2 separate regions of the Lactuca sativa genome follow, and region 1 is linked to region 2. A link is a contact called in public Hi-C data. All regions are on one chromosome and are shown on one strand. Each heading gives the region's core, a stretch centred on a gene start, on an enhancer-like site or on the middle of the called end of the contact. The rest is flanking DNA. Distances are from core to core; before and after follow the strand shown. Region 1 holds the start of LOC111897207. Region 2 holds the start of LOC111897258 (protein PSK SIMULATOR 3).

Evidence for each region. Hi-C and Micro-C count contacts between places; a contact is called where the count stands out from the background.
Region 1: a Hi-C map of leaf shows a contact between it and region 2, with 3 times the contacts expected there. The contact joins the promoter of LOC111897207 here to the promoter of LOC111897258 in region 2. A contact is called at or near these places in 2 of 4 Hi-C or Micro-C datasets (bud and leaf).

Annotation. Positions count from the first base shown.
Region 1 is chr5:185,165,868-185,173,204 of Lsat_Salinas_v11, forward strand. LOC111897207 reads right to left here and starts at 2,911. Exons shown (of 1, transcript XM_023893160.3): 1 at 494-2,911. The coding sequence starts at 2,817. The coding sequence ends at 2,518.
Region 2 is chr5:184,791,698-184,798,862 of Lsat_Salinas_v11, forward strand. It overlaps LOC111897258 (protein PSK SIMULATOR 3), which reads right to left and starts at 5,675. Exons shown (of 1, transcript XM_023893219.3): 1 at 3,485-5,675. The coding sequence starts at 5,400. The coding sequence ends at 3,718.

The sequences.
Region 1 (7,337 bases), core at 1,661-4,160, 370 kb after region 2:
CAACAAGATTGACAACAGACAAGAGCACTATATCTAGAGGCATACTAGTGTCGAAAATAATTTGAATAATTGTCGTCAATTATCTTCATGACAACATTCGTTATGGAACATTAGAAAGACAAACATATTTGATTTGTTTTTAACCTTAATTTGGAAGTCACAAAGTTAATCAACCTACAAAAGTTGATATCATAATTCAAATCCACTTTATAGCATGTATAATTAATCTGTTGTTATATATATATATATATATATATATATATATATATATATATATATATATATACACACACACACGTTGATTTGCTCCCACATACTCCCTAGTATAAAAGGACACTCTAAAAACTAGTCAGAAGAACTTATTTTAAAAAAGAAGTATGTATTGAAATAATAAGTGGGATGTTTGGTCCAAAATGTTTTGAAGTTGTACCACTGGTCCAAAAGGTTTCATTTGTTGTGAATTTGGTTCAAAATTATTTGAAAACATTTAAAATGACGAATTTGCACTTTGAATTTAGTTTTTTTTCTTTACAACAATTAAAAAAAGAAAACACATCTCTCTTACTGTGTGTGTGTGTGTTCGATAAACACCCAAGAACATATTCATAGATTCAAGAACATCTTTTGCTGCCACAACTATTCGACCGCCTTCCACCACCACCACCACCACCGTTTTCCACTTCTATCTCCATCCAAACTTCATCTGCCACTTCATCTCAGCCAAAAAAATTATCCCATAAACAAAACATACACAAAATTTGGGTTTGTTCTCTTAAGTTGATGAATACACACACATGAAATTATATCTCATGGACACACACACACACACACAAAATCATTTATGATGAACACATACACAAAATCAGATCAGACGTACACACACATACACATGCAATTAGATGAACACACACACACACAAAAAAAAAATCAGATCAGATGTACACACACGAAATCTTATGAAAACACACACACGAAATCAGATGAAGACATACATACACACACGATGAACAGACACACACACACACACACACACGAAATCAGATGAACATACACACACACACACCCTAAGTAAACCAGAACGGACAAGAAGCAGATCTACGTCGCCACTTTCTCAGATCTATGTCGTCGGCCCCCTTTCTCAGATCTATGTCGTTGCCCTTTTCGACGACTCATTCTTAATCGACTCCGGTAGCAAAAATCACAGGTCCCTTCACTCTCGTTTATCCTGAATAGATCAAGCTCTAATCGATCACAATCCTTCTTTCTTCTCTAGTCTATCGCAATCCCTCCCAGGTCCTGACTCGCTCTTAATCAACTCAGGCAACAAAAATCACACCAGATTCGCCCCTTCGTCTTTTCTAATCGATCATAATCTTTCCTCTTCTCTCGAATTCGAAATCATGTAAGTGTTGCTGGGTTTTTCAAAGGTGAACGGTTTTTGGGTTAAATCAAAGCATATGATGATGAGGGCAGTTCATCATATCTAAAAAAACAAGTAGTTCTTGTTCTTGAAATCAGGAAAAAATAAGTGTTTTTGAGATCTGGAAAATCGACTAGATCCAAGACTAAATCCACAATGAAGAATTTAGATTTGTGGTTCTTGGTTTCATGCTTTTTACTTAAGAACACATCTTTTTTTTTTTTTGAACTAACAGACCCATAAATCTGTATATATATAGAGAGAGAGAGAGGGAGGGTGATATTTTCTTTTTCAAGTGTTGTAAAGAAAATAAAAAAAAAACTAAATTAAAATGGCAAATTCATCATTTTAAATATTTTTAAATAACTTTGGACCAAATTCACAAAAATAAAACCTTTTGGACCACTAATGAAACTCCAAAATATTTTAGACCAAACATCCAATTTCTAACATACCCTATGGACAAAACTTGCAATTTTGAATTTACTAAGTTCAAAATGTTGTCATATCTCCAATATAAGGATGTCAAAAAGGGAAGTCCAAAATGTTAGATTTTAGATTGTTTTATGCCACGTCTAAGTGGTAATCTACAATCCGAAGTTAAATTGGTTTATTTTGAAATATAATGTTTTGGGCGTTGTGGTTATTCCGTTAATGAGAGAACATTGTGTCATCTTCTTATATTCCATATAATCATATGGTCGTTTTTTAGATTATCCGTAATATTTATAAACAAATAATGTTCATTGCCATTACACTTTATACTACTCATTAATGACGAAAACAAATATCATTAAGCTTTGTTAAATAAACAGATATCAGCATCGGTTAATTTTAACGATTTGGACTCGTATATTCTACTGTTAAACAATAAATCACTGGGTTCATCTGAATTCGTTTTACGAATAAAGTCACTGGGTTGTATTTGTATATCTCATTGCAAACATTATTACCATGTTATTCGAATCTATGATCTCTGATTTGTAGTCAAAGAAGCAACACATGCTATATGAACACGGATCCAATCGAGTTTCTTCAAATCAGAAATAAGCTCAAAAGGAAGAGAAAGAAGAAGTAATAATAATTAGGAATTCTAATCAACTCCTAAATTCAACACCACTACATACAAACGGAGGTGCCGGCTCGTAGTAAAACGGATCCGCAGGATGCTGCCACTTCTTATACACCACCGGTTTCTTTTCCGGCTCCACCACTGTATGAGCAGCTCTTCGCGACTCCTCTTTTGAACTACTACTCATACGATTAGTTTTCTCAACAGGCGATAGCAGAGGAATCGCAACGTTCCAGTTGGAGACTGGACTGATCTGAATGGACGCTGGAGCTCTTCGCTGTAACCTACTTGGCTTCCGGTTATTGGTGGATGATTTGTCGGCCATAGTTGAAGCTAAGAGTAGTGAATAAGGGCTGAGGGAAGGGAATGAGGCTTTTGAGACAGAGACGATGGGTTTGTGTGGGGCTGTGACTGCGAGTGTGGGTGATATATAGAATAGCTGAGTCAGGAGGCATGTGGTTTCCACGTTGACAAAAGCTCAAAAAAGGGAAGCCATCTTTATGGTGCGGCTTAGCTGAACTTTAAACGTTTTTTATTCATTATAAAGGTATACATGATTACACGTCCTAATAATTTATAGAGTAGTATTTCAACTTACTATCGACAATATTTTTGTGAAGAAGTAGATATGTTTTTTGTACTAATAGGCATATACATAAATCAATGGTAAATTTCGGTAAGAAATTGAATGATCTAAATATTTAATAATAGATAAAATTTCAGGATTGGTCTTAATAGTGGGAAAATGACTTACTAGGTTAATTATCTTTGGTGTTTTGTTTCTAATTAGACAATTTTTTTTCATATACATTTGACCATTTAACTTGTTATATGTGTTCTGTTATTATCATTTTTACCGACTATAAGAGATGACAATGGTAATATGTGAACATATTTAACAATTTAAATGGTTAAATGTATGTATACCACTGGATATTATCTTGGTGTCCAAGGTATGAGCTGAACAAAGAAGAAAATAACAAGAACGAGAAATTACTTGGTGAACTTTATTGCTGGAAAAAGTTAACTTTAACATCCTAAACATTAACCTTATTTATACTAATAAAACTAGAGTCCTACTCTAACACAAAAACTGCATAAAAAGAATGTTTCCTAAAATACCCCTAGAACTAAATTGTCCCAGATTTCCTATTGTGATAAATCGATTAATCCAACAATCACACCCTTAATGGGTTTGTCCACACCTATCACCTACAACTGTGTTTCTTCGCCATTAACCACCGACGAACACCACCACATTCACAACCTTTGTTCACCGTCGACCTACCGGATGCTTCGCCTGCAAAACCCGTCGACAACAGTTGCTTTAAGCAACACCATGTTCATCATTTGAATACCGAGAGCCACCTGCTATCATCATCACCGAACCATACACAATCTTGTTGTACCTTGTTCCAGTAACATGTTTTACCAAGGCAACAACCACCGCGATTCTCGACCTTTCCCAGACACCCGACCTTCACCTCAGTCACGTACAAAGTCCTCCAAACCTTTTTATTTTTCACAACACACATAACATGTAACATGACATCCCGTTGGATACGTTCATTACAATCTAGACTTTCCCAAATTCACGACCTCTCCCCGGCCACATCTAAAGCCATCCGATTTGAATTTCTACCGCCATAATGTTCACAACGTGTTGTTTGTCTATTCCCTTCTTGTCTTGACTACCATCCCTTTGTTGATCAATCATATTCCGAGAGATTCTTCCACCGAACTCCCTCGGTTCAACTGTCACACATATGTCGTGTGCATCCATAATCGCCTTGACATTGATTTCCCACACTGGATAAACCGTTGGAGTCAAAATCGGAATTTGAAATTTCATCGAACCTCCTTTAACCAACAACATATTATTCTCCTTTTGACAACCCCGACCTAATCAAACTTGTTCCGAGAGCACTTTTCCACCGAACAACAAAACAAGGTCACGACCACCTTTACCATCTTCCGTCACCCGCAAAACGAACTGAATCAAATGCACCCACTTTGACATCTTCCGTTTCGTTTATTCTGCGACTCCGGTTACTCTCTTTTTACCTTAGAACAAGCCCGATCAAGAAAAATCGGGGCTGTTGTTGAGATGCTTCAACTCGTGCTAAAAAACAATCAACACCCCTTTAAATTGAACTTGGTTCCCGTTGTGTTTTCCCCGCGACGAAAGACTACAATTTTCTTGAAAACGACTCTCAAATCGGCCGCCCTACGTCTTCACGAGCCCTAGGCTCTGATACCGTATATAGGTATACCACCTGATATTACCTTGGTGCCCAAGGTATGAACTGAACAAAGAAGAAGAAAATAACAAGAACGAGGAATTACTTGGTGAGATTTATTGTTGGAAAAAGTTAACTTAAACATCCTAAACATTAACCTTATTTATACTAATAAAACTAGACTCCTCCTCTAATACAAAAACAACATAAAAGGAATGTTTCCTAACATACACCTAGAACTAAATTGTCCTAGATTTCCTCTTGATAAACCGACTAATCCAACATCAAATATGTATAAAAAAAGTTGCATAAATCTAAACAAAACAAAAAATTAATTACCCTGATAAGTCATTTTCCCTATTTTTAATAGCGATTTTCTTTTTCATGTTTGTTTGTATTATTTTTTTCAAAAGTTATTTTTAAAGTATCTATAATGTCTCAAATACTAATTAAATATTGATCAATTCTAAACCTGACTTTTTAATTATTAAATATGTTTTTGTTTTGTGAAATATTTTATATAGCCTTATATATATATATATATATATATATATATATATATATATATATATATATATATATATATATTCTTTTGTTTTTAAGCATATACAATATTTTTAAAATAAATAGTATCTAACAATAAAATTAAATAAATTAAATATATAACAATAAGTTGTGTCAATTTCTAACGTGCTTTGTTGGCATGTTTTGTATTGTCTATGTCTTTTCTTAGTGTGAATTGATTTAGGTCTGAATTCGCACATTATGTATTCTTAAGTTAGCAATTTATCTGTTGGTTTAAGATTCCTTTTTGATGTTCCTGTGAAGCCTATATAAAGGAACGTGAATTAGTGGAATGGGTCATAGTTTTGGATAGAATAGTTCTTTATTATATAGAATTTTTTTGTTGACTCATTAATGAAAGTGAAATCTTATTTACCTTGTGTGTTCTTGTGATCTCTTAATTGTTTGAATCTTGAATCTAATCGTTCCATTAATTGGTATCAGAGTGGGAGATCAATTGAACTTTTTCAAATCTCAGTGTTGTCGTTATTCATCGTGTTTTTCCAAATTTGTTCATCGAATTGTAGATCTATTCTGCATTTTTCAAATCCCTTTGCATTTTGATCATTAATTCCTTGCTTGAATCTTTTGATTTGATTCTAAATCTCTATTTCAAGATCTTGGATCGGATTCTTGTTTCATTTCCTTCAAAATATCAAAATAGGATTCACACTTAATTACGTTCAAGCTACCAAGTAGTATCAGTTCTACATCGAGAATTCCTATTCTATTCCCTTAAGAATATGAAGGTTGGGTTCTTCACTTTGAAGATTATGTTCTAGGTACTGAAACTCATGGATCTAGAATTTGGCACAAAATCACAAAAGAAAAACATTCATGTATTCAAAGATGAAGACTGAAGTCAGAACTCAAGACGATTATGACACGTTTGTTGATGATGACACTAAAATTGATTCTGTTGAGAAAGTCAAATAGATGTGTAACCTGAAAGCATTAAGAATCATAAGGTTTGCTCTTCCTACAGACACTTTTTGTTTGGTCAGTTCATATCAGACTGTAAAAGAGATATGGGTCAGATTGAAAGAATTATATTTTGGAGAAGTTGATCTCAATTCTTTTGAGTAAAAGTACGATGAAACTATTGAACAGACAGTCAATCAATTTAATCATCTTTTAATCTGTATGCTCATACACAAATTCAAAAGATAAGTTATTGAAAAAAAGTTGAGGTTCATGATTAGTTTGAGATCGAAATGGAAGTCGATTGTTTCAACTGTTAAGGTTAATGAATAATTTAGGAATTATTCTCTTGCACAAATGGTAGGTATACTGAATTCTCATGAAGATGAAGTAGTGAAGGAAGAAAAATTGGTGACGAGTTTTGCTTCATTAGCCCTAGTTACAAAAAGTGAAAACTAAAAAAAAAAAGACAAAGATTATGGTTGAAGATTCCGAATCTGGTATCTCAAATGAGGAGCTTACAAAAGAAGATAAAGTTTTGATGGTAACTAATCGACATAAATTTTTCAAAAAAAAACTACTCTCGTTTCAAAAATAACAACAAAAACGAATCTGTTGGAAACAATTACAAGAAAGGAAGTTCAAACTCTAAAAAATCAAGAAGTGAAATGTAATGCTCGGTTCCATGTATTTATTATTTAGATCCTTTTTATTAATTTATGTGCAAATTTTGTCCTAGGGGGTGAAAGTGTAACTTTTAGGGGGAAGTAAGTATGTTGGGCGTACTCTTAGTACATTGGGCGTACGCTGTCCAGGGACAAATCCTAATTTTTAGGGTTTGGACCCTATTTTAGCATCATTATGGACTCAAGACCTTTCCCCTCATCAACTTCCTTCCCTCTAAAGATACCCCACGAAACCCTAGCCATTTTGGTGTATTCTTGAACTTCTGGTTGAGTTTTGGCCCTTTTTGGTGCATTAGAAGAAGAAGAGACTTGATGGTGGTGCATTTTTGGAGTTGGAGACCCAAGATCCGGAGTTATCTTCTTCATTGGAATCTTCTGGAGGTAAAAATTTCTTACCTTGATGGTTCTTTTGTTAATATCTCATTAATGGGTAG
Region 2 (7,165 bases), core at 4,425-6,924:
ATAACTAGAGTATGTCATATAGTTTTTGTTTGGAATAAACGAGTTGGAAATCAAAACAAGTATTTATTATTATATTTTTTAAATGTCTAAGTCTCAGTACACCACATAACAAAGTTTAGATCAAGATTTAAAATGATTTTGTTAAACCCTCAATGCAATGCGCTTTAAAGTTTTGACTTTAAACAAAGACACTACTCATTAGGAGCACCCTTAATTATTGGACGTAACTAGTTTTGTGACCCATGTATTATATGGGTTAATTTAATATATATATATATATATATATATATATATATATATATATATATATATATATATATATATATATATATATATATATATAAAGGTCTAAATATTTGAAAACTATGAATTTATAAGAAAATAAGAAAAATAATAAATTATTATAATGAAAATGTTTTTTATCTTTTAAATTTAAATAAATAAACAAAAAACTAATCAGTTTTAATTTTGAAAATTTTGAAATTGAAAAGTAAGTTTATTAATGATATTGATATCTATTTATTACTATATTTATTATAATTATTACATTAAAATATTATGTGGAATTTTAAAAAATAGAACAACTTATAAAATGACATGTTGAAAAAAAATTAATTCAAAATAATCACAAAATGACATTTGTTAAATTAAATAAGAATATAACAAGTAGCAAAAAACTTTCATTTATTAGAGTATATTTAACAATTTACTTTTAATAGAACTTTTTTTTGTTACCGGTATTTAAAACTATTTTTGACTCTATCCTAAAAAAATATAATTTAGTTTTTTTTTTTTTAAACCTTTAACATGTCGTCATATTATGGATCCGTCTCTAATATTATATCATGATTAGGGGTGAAATTAGTACGGTACCAAAAAAAAAATTCTCCAAACCGTGTACCGTACCAACTATAGTTGATATAAGATTTTAGCTACCAGTACTGTACCAAGTGTACTCGGTACCAATTAATTTGGCTACCTACAAATTTGGTTGGTATATACCAAATATTTTAACTAATATATATATATATATATATATATATATATATATATATATATATATATATATATATATATATATATATATATATATGTGAATATAAGTTGAATTTGTGGACATTTGGCCGTTGCTTCACTCGCTTCTGGTAGTATTTTTTTTAGAAACCATTAAAAGGATTAAAAAAGATCCACCCCAAACAAGTTTGCTAGAGGAAACAAATGGTAACAGTATAAGTACAAGGAATGAGAAGTTAGTATTCCTTTTTAAGTTTTAGTGTACGTAATATCGATTTCGTGCACATCAAACAATAATTATCAAGAAATTTGTCGGTCAATGTGTTAGTTTAGTAATTCTAAGATTTGTTAGTTGTTATTCTAATTAAAACATGAAGATATGAGAACTCATCTTTCTTTGTGTGTGTGTGTGTGTGTGTGTATATATATATATATATATATATATATATATATATATATATATATATATATATATATATATATTGGTTGGTACGGTATTCAAAATTTCATACTGTTACCATACCAAGACTACTTAATTGGTATGGTATTAACAGCCAAACATATTGGCTACCAAACAACTTGGCTTCAGATTTAATTGGTTCGGTTGATAACATGTTGGTTGGTTCTCTGTAGTACATATTTGACAGCCCTAATCATGATATTAATAAAAACTTGTCGCATTTTCCCTTGGAATATTTAGTAAAAAATATTAGTGTCTTTAAGCTTACACAAAATTCTAAATCATCAGCTACCTTTAATGATATTTTTGTGAGATTTGGATCTATTATCAAAAGAATCTAATGAGTTTTAATTTTGAAATTATTATATATGTACAAGTGATATTTATTTTTTATTTTTTTAAATGTAAATAAATATATATTTTTAGTTTTTAAATACTTTTAATTTTTAATTTTTGACATCTAAAATATATGGCCATAAACATGTTCACTGTCCACCAAATTCCACCTACCCAAATTATAATATAAGCAAATTACCTTTTTGTTTTTGTAACTGATAGTTTCAAAACATTTTAAAGACTATTTTAATATGATATTAAACTATAATCATCATAATTCACTCATATTGTATCAAATCACAAAATCAAAATTACAACACAACAAATATTAAAGCAGTACATATAAAAAGTTTCAATACTATGCAACTACAACAGACCTAATTTTTTTTATCATACAACTAAAACAAACTTGTATTTGTTTCATACACCAATGAAACCCATTTACAGTATATATTTCAAAAGATAAACACTTAATAGTTAATAATTTAATTCAAGAACACATCTTCATATTAAAAAAAATATGTATCCTCAAATGCACATGTACAAATGTACTTGTATCATTCAAAACCGACAAACTTGAAACTAAAAGCTACAAACTTCACCTAAAACGATGCAATACATCTCATGAAACAAAAACATCAATTATTCATTCCATCCAACCTTGTATAAAAAAAAGAGCCTAAAATAATTACAAGATTAATTTAATCAAAGAAACAACAAAATTAAGAAAAAAAACTAGAAAACTAGACTTGTATATGAACACAAAAACAGATTAACAATAGAATTATATCATCCATAAACCACCCTCCATCCGATCATCACGACTTAATTATATAAGTTTCGTTGATGATAAGATTAAATAAAGTGAACTTGTGCAATGAATATTACAAGCTTGAGAGTGAGGAAAACACAAAATGACAAACATTATGTGACAGAAGAACCAAAGTGGGAGGCTTTCAATAGAAGCTTCTTTTAAAAACTTTTCAACAGGCTTTACCCAACATTCATATACGCATGCTCTCAATCTCATAGAAGTTGCAGCCACACCAACACCATAATCACCATGGTCACACCCATGTGGGCCCCACATCACAGTCAATAGTAATTAGTAACTTTTCTTGCATGCATCATGGGTGGTCCTAAAAATAATGGTACGGTTCAAGACTTCAAAGGTACAAAGAAATATGTATCTCCAAAATCACAACACTCAATTGACTCACTCATTCATGTCTTAAAAACATCATGTGATAAGTAAATCAGGTACACAACAGTCTGCTAGATGACTGACTGTCAACTTAGTACTCATAGGAGAGCCCAATTCATATCGGAACTGAAACACTCACACTGCGACCGCTACCTCACGTAAGAGCCTAGTGCCCACAAGGAGCTCACTACTCAGTCCACATTGGATTAAAATGTCTCACACTATGACTGCTAAGACTCGAACCCTAAATGCCACCCTCAGGGTAAAGTAACCATGTTCACAAAAACAAGTTCAAGAATCGAAATGAATGACAAAAACAACTTCATATCACCACACCATGTTTTCAAGATCAATTTTTTTTAGCTAAATTGAACAAAAATTTGGCCAAACAATAGATTATAACACAATTTACATTAGAACATGAACTTTTTGATTAAGTTTAAATTATGTACTTCGAAGGCCAAACCATATGATTCAAAACAAAGATAATTACAAACATCTACAAGCCCAAAATCTTTATATTCACATTATGTTGCACAACTTCTATCATCTATCTTTTTTTTTTCTAGTAACCCTTGAACTGGTCCCCATGCAATATCTAAATCAGATACACAGTGGCCCATTACATATCTGTAATCTTTCATTAGAGAAAGCAAAACAAAGAAACAAAACTCATCACCATGAAAAAACAATCAAGATCTCATTACTGCAATTGCCAATCCGTGCAATCATCAAAATCAAAACTACTTGCACAATCCAATAACGCGTTTTGTTGATGTTCATATCGACAAATATAATTCAACCCCACAAGAAGCTCACAAATGGCAACTTCCGTCTTTTCTCGATCTGCAAAATACAAAGTTTGCAAAAGAAGAACATTTGATTTTGAGACAATGTGTTGTTGGTCAAAGTTCCTCTCAGTTTGCCACCTAATCATGTTGTGTGCCATGGGTGCTAGCCATGAGAGTATCCCATCAAGCCTGTCTTTCCAATCGTGTGCAAGAGGAGCATCATAAATCGCTAAATTTCTTGAAAAAGACTTTAGATTTCTCTTTAAAACTAATCTTAAACTTTTTGGTAACATTTGATATAGATCATCTCTAGCTTCTTCTCCAACTAAATGAGGGTAGTGAAGTAATTTCTCAATCACGATGATAATGTTGGCATAATGTAATGCTAAAGCAGAGCCTCCAATGGTGTTGGGAGGTGGTTTCACCATTAATTTGATCTGTGGAACAGTTTTATGAATCTTTATCAAATTACCATTACACCCCTGAAGATTTGTAATCTCTTTCTTTAAGCTACTTGAAACACTACAAGAACCAGAAACATGGCTGCTTTGATCATCGGTTACTGGAATAGATACAGACCCATCGTTGAAATCGTGTAATTTTGAAGTGTTCATGGTTAAACATTCCATAAACAGTCTCTTTGGTCCCAATCCACAAGCAAAATTGAAGTCTTCGGCTTTGAAAAGATTCGTTTCCCCTTTTTTTGTTTGAATTTGTGGCTTTACACTGACTATCTTCTTCTCCACTAAACTCGAACTACAAGAACCGGTAATTTGATTCGAGTTTTGAGCAGAACTTCTAGATGAATTTAACGTGTTGCTAGATGAGAACATCTCTCTTCGGGAAATTGAATCATTGAAAACTGAAAAGATTCGAGCGTAAAGAGTACATACAGTTCTTGCTAGCATCTCGACGACTTTATCGTAAGTTTGATTCCATAGTGAAACGTTCTTCAGGTGGCGCACATCTTGGATCTGCCAAATCAATTTCTGCTCGAAGACTTTTCTGCTTTCTTCGTGCTGGTTTTGTTGGAATTTTTTCGTTGTAATCTCTAATTCGTTCAAGACCTCCATTTCTCCGTAGAGAGTGGTTGTGGAATTAACAAAGCGCTCGAATTTTCGCATCATTGCGTCCATATCCTTCACCAGGAACCCTAATTCCGTAACATCCATGGCTGCACTGACTATATCTCTGTAAACATGTTGAAATCCTTGAAGCTGAGGGATTGTGCACTTCTTGCCGAGCCTGGAGACGACGCCGGCGATGAAATTTAACTCTTCTAGCTTCTCTGAAAGCGCGAGGTCTAAAAGATAGGTCTCGTCGGAGGAGACTAGGGCTTTGACGCCATCGGAGAAGAGAATTTGGGTTTTCAACTTGGAAATCTCTGAATTGGTTAGAGATTTGTGGAGTCGAACGGTTTTTGACATCACATTGGCAACCTCAAACGAGAGAATTCCGATTGTTTCCGGTGTTTTGCTTTGAATTTCTTGTTTGTTTCTGGTGGACTTTTTGGAAGAGGGTTCTAAGAGGAGGGCATGTTTGAGATTGGAACTCACATGGCTTCCAATTTTAACTAACCAAGGCTCGGCCACCATTGTTGTATCTGCTGAGATCACCAAAACTTAGAATTATATAATAAAATCAAAAACCCACAAAATCGAGTCGGATCTAGTCAGAGTTTGAGTAATTGCATGTCATCAATGAGCAGAAATTTCTATGTAGTTCGAACGTTGTTCAAACGCGGTAACAAATTCAACTCCCTTGACTTTGTTAATGGATGAATTGTGAGATTTGGGAATTTGATTGATTGATGAAAAGTTGTTGAATTTGTGGAGTGGGGTGGGAGGGAGGGGATATTTGAAAAGGGAGATGACATTGAAAGAATTTCTAGGTGTTACGTAATACGTATGCATAAACTCATCCATTACCAATTGTCAAAATTTTCTTTTAACCTACTACACCCTCTCCCATCTCCATTGGATGTTCCCTTCACAAATTATATAATTATATGATTTAAATATGGAATAATAATTTAAAAAGGTAATATATTTTTCGATTTTTATATATTTTGTCGCTGAGTTTTTTTTCGTCCACATATACCCTTTCAACTTGTTAAACTGTACACATTTAGTCCTTATGACCGACAACTTCAGGTTAGCCAGTAAAAATCTACCCTAATAAATAAAGGTTTTTTTTTGCCACTTGTCAAACTCTTATTCAATTTGCCACATGTAATTTTATAGTAATTTTAAATTAATTTTTATTCCACTTGTCATTTTATGGGTTTTTTATTTTATTAAATGTCAAATATTATTTAAATCTAATAATAAATGCATATCAATTTCATTAATGAACTTTCCTTCTAATTTCAAAATTACTAAATTAAAGTTTCATTAATTTCCTTTATTTATTTATTTAAATTATTTGTTTAAATTTAAAAGAGAAAAAAACACTTTAATTTTTATAATTCAATATTTTTCTCATTTTTCTTATAAATTCAAACTTCTCAAATATTTTAAATTTTATATTAATTTTTTTAAATAAACCCATGTGATACATGGGTCTCATACCTAGTAACTTAATATGGTAATATATTTATCATTTTGTACACATTTAGTCATTAATATTTTTTGATGCAAAATAAATCTTTGTTGTTTTTGTACTCATTCAATACTAATGAATGAATTCATTAGGTTTTTCTCACGACATTTTACGTTGGACATTCATTAATGAGATGTTTCGAACTTTTGATGCTTATGTCCATCGTGATCTTGACTATTTGGTTGCTTATGTCATGTGTTCTGAACGTCATAACTTCTTCATACGATCTCGGATTTTAACGATATTTATATCTATGCATTCACATTTTAGTCTACTACAACTTTTGTTTAGATTACCCTTGTTAAAAAAATAACATATTTTTACTTACTATCTCACATCTAATTACTTACGATCACACATTCTGTGGATTGTTGGTTATGTATCCTTGTGTATAGGATGTTGTTGAGTTGTAGTGATCTGCTAGATTTATGTATATATCCTTGTATGATAGGACGCAACAATAGTAGTATGTTGGTTAGAGTACCAGTAGGTTGGTTATCGTCTAATGGAGTGCCATAGGAGCTATATGTAGTCATATAGGATAGCCTGAAAACTTTTGATCTAGGTTTTCTTGCATGTTCCTTGTTTGGTTGTGGCCCTAGAGTAGGATCATCTATTCGGGTGGCTATCTCACCTCTGGTTATGCATTTTATAGAGGTTAGCTGGTAGCAAAGTAGTGTGCTATGAAGGAGTAGTAGGCGATAGTGAGATGTATGATTGATAATTGTTTGTATTTTATACTTACTTGATCCTTGATTA